Regions from separate parts of the Hordeum vulgare genome. Here region 2 is linked to region 1. Evidence: chromatin contacts called from public Hi-C data. All regions are on one chromosome and are shown on one strand. The core of a region is the stretch at or near the end of the contact, and the rest is flanking DNA. Distances in the headings are between cores, read along the strand shown. Region 1 has its middle 150 kb from the start of LOC123429449. Region 2 holds the start of LOC123429449.

Region 1 (4,779 bases), core at 295-2,794:
ACGTACTTCTCGTAAAAAAATTCAGAAAATACATTTTTTGGCAAAAAAAACAAAAAAAATGTTTTCGTAAAAAACTAAGAAAGACGGGTGAAAACCAAAACACAAAAAAAATATAAAAATCCAAAAACGCGTGAATTTTTTTTAGTTTTTTTTTAAAAAAACATTCAGAACGTGACACGTGACGGCGGCTGAGAACCGGCAAGTGGCAAAGTATGGAACTGCTCGCTGCGAGGCATCCGAAGAAGCACCCGCTAACTAGTGACTTCTGCAAGGGGTTTGCGGGGACTCAATTTGACACGTACGACTCTCATGGTTTTTCCCCACAGGTTACGAGAAGGTTCTGCAATCTTCCCTTGACCATATTCTAATCATTTTAAATAGTTTTATCTTTGAATTTATGTGTTTTCTCATTCAGTTTTGATCTTCCTTTTACATTTTCATAATTAAGAATATTTAAAAACACGCTATCAAGTTTTTTAATTTATCCATACCTTATGAATTTTACAATACTTCTAAAAATTTCTAGCATAATACGAAAATTGCGGATATATATTTTTTAATCGGAAAATATTTTAAAAAATGTTGATTTTCTTTATTGAAACGCTTCTTGCACTTTTGAAATAATATTTGAAATTCATGAAGATTCTCTAATAAGTCAAAACAATTCAATTAATTTAACGTTTTTAAGTTTGGAATATTTTTCAAAATCATAAACATCTCTTAAAATTTGGAACATTTTCCTATTTCTTTTTTTATTTCTATAAATCACATATACATATTTTGAAACCAGGTGAAAACTTGTGAATACTTTAAGAAATAACAAATTATTCTAAATCGAATAAAAATTAAATGTCTAGGATTTTTTTTTAAATTTGATTTTTTAATATAGAAAATTTACAAGATCTTGATATTTTCTAAAGAAGCAATATAAATAGAAACAGAAAAGTGGGATGGGAGCGCCTATCAATCCTAGTTTTAAAAACCGGATCGGACCGGAAAAAACCAGAACCGGCAGCCGTATCGGATTTTTAAGCTAAAACCGTTCTGCAATCGGACCGGAGAAACCCGGTCGAACCGGCCGGTTTCGTAAAATCCTGTGAAAAATCAGGTCATTAAACCGGAAAAAACCAGAAAAATATTTTAATTGGAATTGGGAGAAGTGTGATTTGATCCTAGGTCGTGTGACCAATACACGTCGTCTCCCACGACACTATAAGCAACTCGGCTATGCTACTTTGTTGTGCACTACATGAAAATACTTTTATTCGATCATTGTTTCATACTATATTAACACATATATTACTCAACATTTGTTTATTTTTTGCTACTTTGTTCACTACATGAAAATCGACAATCAAACTGATGAACCGGCGGTTTGACTGGTAAAAACGTAAATCAATAATTTTTTCGATTCGGTTTTTGGTTCGGTTTTTGAAACTATGCTATCAATAGGGCGCAAGGAGTATCACGGAGAGGGCAGCATGCCCCAAATATAGGGTGTCCCGTAGGGTTGAGGCATAGCTATGTGTCGCCGGCAGCGACTCCTATGCGATGGCTTGCTGGGAGCCAGCACTAGGCTGGTACAGTAATCACATGGCCTCATCATGCTGATGGCATCCGTGTTTTTGAAGTACTCAATACACATATTAGGAACCATGATTTTCTTGAAGGTTCATTGCACTTTAAAGATATAAATTGTAGTGTAGAAAATATTCGCTCAACCTTACAGAAAAATGTATGCAACATTACAAAAATGTCCGTGCGTAATATACATTAAAGAAATGTTCATAATTAAGAAAATGTTTAATACCACTCGAAAAAAATGTATGTTACATTTCTGAAATAGTTCACACGTTTGAAACAAAAAAATTATAACAATTAAAACAATATTATTCCAATGTATAAAAATGCTCACATGGTTCAAAAATATTTCTTTATCATACGGAAATTGTTTCAACGTGTATTTGTAAAATAATGTTAAAACCAGTATTTGAAAAAAAACATATATTTCAAAATTTTAAACATGTTAGAAATATACATTAGAGACAATAATAAAAAATATTATTATTATATTTCCTTATTCATATAAATGTTTATTTATTGGATAGACTCGGTTGAGAGCACCGAAAAAAGTGGATCGCCTCCTCTGCCGTTCCACGAGCGACACGGGAGGCCTCCCTCCCTTCTTTTTCTCCTCTCCCCTCGCCGCCGCCCACGCGCATCAGCGGGTGAAGCTTGCTTGGAGTGGGTGGCGGCGTGGTGCTTTCTCACTCCCGTTGGCTGGGGCGCGGCGCTATGCAGGGCGCAACGGTGGCGGGGAGATGACAATTAGCTATCGTGGCGGCGCTTGGACGACTGCACGAGATTGGCGGTTGCGCAACTTTGCTCATGTCTGATGGCGGGTGATACGTTTCCATCGTATCTACTTTTTCCAACTATTTTACCCTTGTTTTGGACTCTAATTTGCATGATTTGAATGGAACTAACCTCGACTAACACTGTTTTCAGCAGAATTGCCTTGGTGTTATTTTTGTGCAGAATTCAAAAGTTCTCCAAACGTCCTGAAAATTTACGGAGATCATTTTTGGAAAATATGAAAAATACTTGCGCGAAGATCCACTAGGGGGGGTGGGCCAGTGGGCCACAAGCCCTGCCTCCGCCACCCCCTGGTGGCGGTGGGCAAGTTTGTGGGGCCCACACGGCTCTGCCGCCCCCAACCTCAGCTCTATAAGTTCCCTTTCGTCCCAGAAAAAATGAAAAGAGAAGATTTCGTCGCGTTTGCGATACGGAGGCGCCGCCACAACCTGTTCTTCATCTCGAGGGCAAATCTAGAGTCCGTGTTGGGCTCTGGAGAGGGGAAATCGTCGCCATCGTCATCATCAACCTTCTTCCCTCTCCAATTTCATGATGCTCTTCGTCGTTCGTGAGTAATCTAGTCGTAGGCTGTGATGAGTAGGATGAAATCTATCATGTAATCGAGTTAGTTTTGATGGGGATTGATCCCTAGTATCCACTATGTTCTGAGATTGATGTTGCTACTACTTTGCCATGCTTAATGCTTGTCAGTAGGGCCCGGGTGCCATGATTTCAGATCTGAAATTATTATGTTGTCACCAATATATGTGTGTTTTAGATCCGATCTTGCAAGTTGTAGTTACCTACTATGTGTTATGATCCGGCAACCCCGGAGTCACAATAACCGGAACCACTCCCGGTGATGACCATAGTTTGAGGAGTTCATGTGTTCACCAAGTGCTAATGCGTTGGCCCGGTTCTTTATTAAAAGGAGAACCTTAATATCTCGTAGTTTCCTTTTGGACCCCGCTACCATGGGTGGGATGGACAATAGATGTCATGCAAGTTCTTTTCCCTAAACACGTATGACGACACACGGAATGCATGCCTACATCACATTGACGAACAGGAGCTAGCCACATATCTCTCCGTGTTATAACTGTTGCATGATGAATAACTTCCAAACAAATCACCGACCCATTGCCTACGAGTTTGTCCTACTGTTGCTGCTGCTACTTGTTTTGCTCTGCTGCTGTTACTACTGTTGCTATTGCTGTTACTTGTCTTGCTCTGCTGCTACTGTTGCTACTACTGTCGCTTGCTACGGTTGCTACTTGCTACTGCTGTCACTACTGTTGTTCCTTGCCACTGCCGTTACTCGCTACTTTGCTGTTACTACTTTGCTTGCAGATACTAATCTTTCAGGTGTGGTTGAATCTGACACATTCAACTGCTAATACTTGGGAGTATCCTCTCACCTCTGTTTGGCGATCAACAAATTTGGATCGAATACTCTACCCTCGAAAACTGCTACGATCCCACGCGCTGGTGGGCCGTCAACAACATTCTTCTAGTTTCGATTGCCGGAGAGTGCTAGCAGCATTCTTCTGGTGTGTCGTTGCAAGGGAAGGTCTGCTGTTACGGAGTCAGCATTTTTCTGGCACCATTGCCGGGGTGGTATTGCTATATTCTCTGAGTCACTTGGGATTTATATCTGCTGATCATTATGAAGAATCTGAAGGATCCAAAAACCAAAGTCTTGCCCTCAACTACGAGGGGAGGTAAGGAATTTTCATCTAGCTCTGCACTTGATTCACCTTCAGTTATGAGTAAGTTTGCGACATCACCTCCTGCTAGAAATCTTGATATGTCGCCTGTGCTTGATGATGCTTATGATGCTACTGCTAGAGATGCTATGCTTGATACTATGCGTGATACTGCTTTGCCTGATACTGCTAGAGATGCTATGCTTGATACTATGCCTGATACTGCTTTGCCTGATACTGCTAGAGATGTTATGCTTGATACTGCTAGAGATACTGCTTTGCCTGATGTTCCACTAGGGGTATTCCCTAATGCTCATATTGCTAGAGTTACTGCCAATGCTCGTGATGCTTTTGAAACTGCCGATACTATTGAGTTAGAACCTGCTTTTGCTCCTCTTAGATCTAGCTCTCCTAGATATGAATTGCCTGATATACCCGAGGGTTACGTTATGGAGGGAGAGATAGCTGAGGATTTTCTTGCGTGTAAGGATGCCTATGACGCTGAGAAATTACTTCTCAAGTGGAAGGAAAAATCTTTGAAAGCTAGGATGAAATACGATCCGAAGTTTGCCACTTCACCTATCTTTATCACCGGTAAGGATTATGAATTCTCTGTCGATCCTGAGATAATCTCTCTAGTCGAATTTGATCCTTTTCACGGTTATGAGTCTGAGACGGTCGTAGCCCATCTTGCCAAACTACACGATATAGCCACCCT
Region 2 (4,598 bases), core at 898-3,397, 150 kb before region 1:
TTTATATAGAATATAATTCTACTTAATTTCCCCCCATCTTTTTTCCAAAAAATCCATTCCTGTTTTTATTTATCCATCAGAACAACAATTTATAGTATTCATCCATGGTTTCTTACGAAACGCCCCTTCCTTTCGTTTTGTATATATCTACTTCTACTTACTTTTTCTATTTTTTTTACCAATACCATATTTCTTCTTTTCTTATCCATTAGGACAGTCCATGCATGTTTTCTTAGGAAAAGCCCCTTTATTTTATTTTGTATATATCTACTCGTACTTACTTTTTTCTAATCTTTTTTTAAATCTATTCTTGTTTTTTTATCTGTTAGGAAAGTTCATCCATGTTTTCCTATGAAAAGCCACTTTGTTTTATTTTGAGTATGATTCTACTTATTTTTTTTTCATTTTTTAACCTTTTTACCCCGTTTCGATTATTGTCATTGATATATGTATCTTAAAACAGACAGTACTAGCACACTAAAACTTCATTTATTTCTATTGAGATGAAAAATAAGTTTTTTTTTTTGAATTGGAATTGTTACTATATTTGTTTTTTGAATTGCAGCAGTGAGCGACTCTTGAACCAGTATTTTTCTCCCCCCTTCCTTTTATTATGACTTTATATGCTTAATATAGGTATAGGTAAACTTTAGGTCCGAACACCATTATCATCCTAAGATCCAAATACTTCTGTACTACTAGTTCTATAGGAGCATAAACAAACAAATAACAGGATAATCCTAGGGTGATGATTAATTAACTAATTAGCAGGTGATGATGATGAACTAACAAAAGACCAGCAATATATCCTATCCCAACCCAGACGACGACACGAGACGGATGGATTAGCCTAATCGAAAAAATTCCCCAAGCACCGAGAGGACGTGGTACGAGGGAGAGGACACGGCGGCGGCCGCCGGATCAGGTGAAGGCGGCGGCGGCCGCACGGCACGGCACGAAACCCGAGGCACGGGACGCGGCGGCGGCACCACGAGGAGGATTAAACGGAAAGAGCTTTTTGCTGATTGTGTGGGGGACGGGGCTACGGAAGCTCGGGCGACGACGAAGGGAGCACGTTGGACGAACGGGCACGCGCGCGCGCGGCGGGACAAACGCGCGAGGGTTTCGCGTGGGGGTGGGTGGGTACCTCGCAGCCGAAGGTGGTGCCGATGAGGTTCTTGGCGTAGTCGATGATCTTGTGCCGGCGCCGCTCCGCCTCCTCCGTCGGGTGCAGCCGCAGCAGCACCTCGCGCGCGGCCGCCTCCGCGGCCCGCAGCGGCGGCGGGAGGAACGGGGGCGGCGGCGGCGGCGCAACCGGCATTACCCGGCGCGGGAGCTCGTCCGGGACCCAGCCTAGGCCGTGCGCGTGCGGGTGCAGGTAGCTCGTCGTCGCCACCGGCAGCCCCGCCGCCAGCGGCAGCGGGTGGCCCATGCCCACGCCCACGCCGTTGCCGGGCACGCCGTAGTGCTGGAACCCCCCGTCGCCGCCGCCCCCGTAGCCGTTCCCGCGGTCGTGGTAGCCGGCCCTGCCCCAGCCCCCGCGCCCGCCGCCGTTGCCGGGGTGGTAGTAGCCGTACCCGCCGTCGAGGCCACGCCCGCGGCCGCCACCCGCGTAGTCGTAGTTGTACACGCCGTCCTCCCGGTGTTGGACGGGCCTGGCCGGGTAGGACGCCGCCATTGGAGGAGCACTAGGGATGCGCCGCCGCGAGAGCATCGGCGCCTGCGGCCGCGCGCGGGGGCACGGTCACCTCGCGCACGGTATAGATAGAAAGCCCTGCGGAATAGAAGGGGCCAGCATCAGCACAAAGGCAAAAGGAAAATCCCGTACCCCACCAAAAAAAGTAATCTACAGTCACTTTCCCCTTCCAACCTTTCCCTCCGACGCCGCCGACCAACCGATGGGGGCCGCCGGATCTCCCTCGTACTTCCAAAAAAACCTACGTTGGTGGGGCTCGACTTGGGCGGCCTACCACTAGGAAGTACGAGGAATGGAATGGAATGCTGGGTGATGGATGGAGGGAAGGTGGCACAGACAGGAGAAGAAGAGAAGCACTGGCACACTGGCACCGGTACTGGCAGTGGCGCTGGTGCCGGTGCCGCTCTGGATCTGGCTGTCTGTGCAGTGCGAGTGCGAGTGCGAGTGCGAGAGCGAGTGTCGGGTGATGGGTCCCTGGGGGGTGCCGGGGGGCGGGGTTATATAGCGAGGAGCGCAGCCCCGGAATGTGAGTTATCTGCTGATGGCCATTTACTCGATGGGTTTTATGCGGCATTAATTAGGTGCCCGGGATACGGCCGGTGGCCAAAGCAGGGCTGATCTCTGGGATTAATGCCGCGCCTTTGGGCTGTGCATATCTGGAGACTGGATTAATTGGATGGACCCCGCGGGAGGATATACGAGGATGCGCGCTGTGTGCTACTCGTAATCCCGCAAAATATATCGTGGTTAATGATGGCCCGTCATTGGGCAGTCAAAGCATTTTTTTGGCACCACACAGCTCTATGCCTGGTGTGCCTACGTACTACGCAGGGATCTTTTTTTTTTTTTTTTGAGAGAGAGAGATTTATTATTTCTTGCATTGTGGGGTAGTGGTGTGTGTGTTATTCGTAGTATCCTCGCAATATATCGTGTAGTAAATGATGGCTAGTCATTGGCAGTGAAGTATTTTGGCACCATGTAATCTATGTGCATGGATCTTCTTTCTATAGGTGGTGGTTGGTGGGAAGAGGGTTCCGACCGTTGGTTCTTTCTTGGGCTAAAAGGGCTGGAATGGTGATTTCTTTCTTGGGGCTTAGAAACCAAGTGTGCACACAAATAAAGCCCATGAAAAGAAAAAACTAAGATACTACGCAAAGAAAAGGCGGCGAGAACTAAATTCGTTAAGCATGTCGTTAGGAAAAAACCCAGTAGATTCTGTTATCGTTACGATCGTTTCCGGTAACGGAATGGGCGGCAAAATGCAACTAGAGTATAATTACTGCACGTGACGTACGAAGTACAACGTACGGCGTTGTCGCCACTAGGTTTGCACGGGCGGGTTGCTACCCGCTCGGCAACTAAAAAGGTATTATTAGAAAGTGTGGCGTTACCTGTTTGATTCAATGGCTTCATTCGTTTAATTGTAAATTTAATGGCCACGACAAATACCAAAAGCTGGTTGGTATAGGCGTTTCCGGTCGCGGATTGGGCGGCAAAAGACAACTACATAGTGTATTATTGCACGTGACGTTAGGAAGTGCAACGGAATGAATTGGCGTTATTACTAAGGTGGCCCCAATGGATCCGTCGGCGAAACACGACAAAATGGTATAATTTGGAAGTGTGGCGGTATAGGAAACTTTGTTTGAATTGATGGCTGCCATTGGTTTAAGGGATTTTTATTTCTGTGCCCCTCGTTCGTTAGTTCTACTCATTCATCCCCACGCTCTTAACTTTTACTCACTTTTCCCCACTCCCTTGCTCGAAACCCTCAGAACAGGTTACAACGGACATTGCCGTCGGGTCAGTGCTTTGACTGTTAACTCTGACGAGTGGGGCCGCGTAGGGCGCATGCAACTGACCGCGGTCGTGGGGTAGCACGTGTCGATGGAGGCAATCGATGGGACATGCCCGAAACGTCCCATCGTATAAAGAGGGGGAACCACCTCCCAGCGCATCGCCCCTACCATTTCCCCCAAATCCCCTCCCTGTCGCATCATCTTCCTCTCCCCAACCGACATCATCTCGCTCTCCTCCACTGTCGTCTCGTTGTCTCCCACCGCATCCTCTTCCCCACCTTCATCGCCTCCATCTATCCGATGGCGGAAGCTCATGGCGACGCCGGCACAGCGGCCGGAGATGTAGTGGAGTTGCAGGGCGCGGTGACCGCGGATGAAGTGAAGGATGTTGGTGGCGTCCACGGCGGTGCGGGGAAACTCGCAACCGCTGCGGATGTGGAGAAGGAGGTGGCGGTCTCCGCCTCAGTGCTGCCGGAGCAGAAGGTGACGGCGTCGAGCAAAATGCAACCAGAGTATAATTACTGCGCGTGACGTACGAAGTACAACGTACGGCATTGTCGTCACTAGGTTTGCACGAGCGGGTTGCTACCCGCTCGGCAACTAAAAGGGTATTATTAGAAAGTGTGGCGTTACCTGTTTGATTCGATGGCTTCATTGGTTTAATTCTAGATTCAACGACCACGACAAATACCAAAAGCTGGTTGGTATAGACGTTTCCAGTCGCGGATTGGGCGGCAAAAGATAACTATATATTGCATTATTGCACGTGACGTTAGGAAGTGCAACAGAATGGATTGGTGTTATTACTAAGGTGGCCCCAATGAATCCATCGGCGAAACATGACAAAATGGCATAATTTGGAAGTGTGGCGGTATAGGAAACTCTGTTTGAATCGATCCGTGCCATTGGTTTAAATGTAGCTTGAATGCCAACAAGGAATATCAGTAGCTGGTTTGTATAAGTGTTTTCAGTAGTGGATCAGGAGACAAAACGCAACTATAGTTAATTATCGTGTGTGACATTAGGAAGTACAACTAATCGTATTCCGGTGACTAGGATTGCATGAGTGGATTGCTCGGCAAAACACGTCAAAAGAGTATAAT

Evidence for each region. Hi-C and Micro-C count contacts between places; a contact is called where the count stands out from the background.
Region 2: a contact with region 1 is called in a Hi-C map of seedling, with 1.9 times the contacts expected there. The contact joins the promoter of LOC123429449 here to the enhancer-like site in region 1. A contact is called at or near these places in 2 of 6 Hi-C or Micro-C datasets (leaf and seedling).

Annotation. Positions count from the first base shown.
Region 1 is chr2H:39,788,621-39,793,399 of MorexV3_pseudomolecules_assembly, reverse strand. No RefSeq gene overlaps it. Among protein-coding and RNA genes, the nearest start is that of LOC123429449, 150 kb to the left of the region's middle. Within about 2 kb of position 1,544, at least 2 of the 3 cell types and tissues checked have open chromatin away from gene starts, as enhancers often do. A contact at or near this core is called in seedling, where this site is marked.
Region 2 is chr2H:39,938,991-39,943,588 of MorexV3_pseudomolecules_assembly, reverse strand. LOC123429449 reads right to left here and starts at 2,147. Exons shown (of 13, transcript XM_045113484.1): 1 at 1,871-2,147; 2 at 1,148-1,774. The coding sequence starts at 1,714.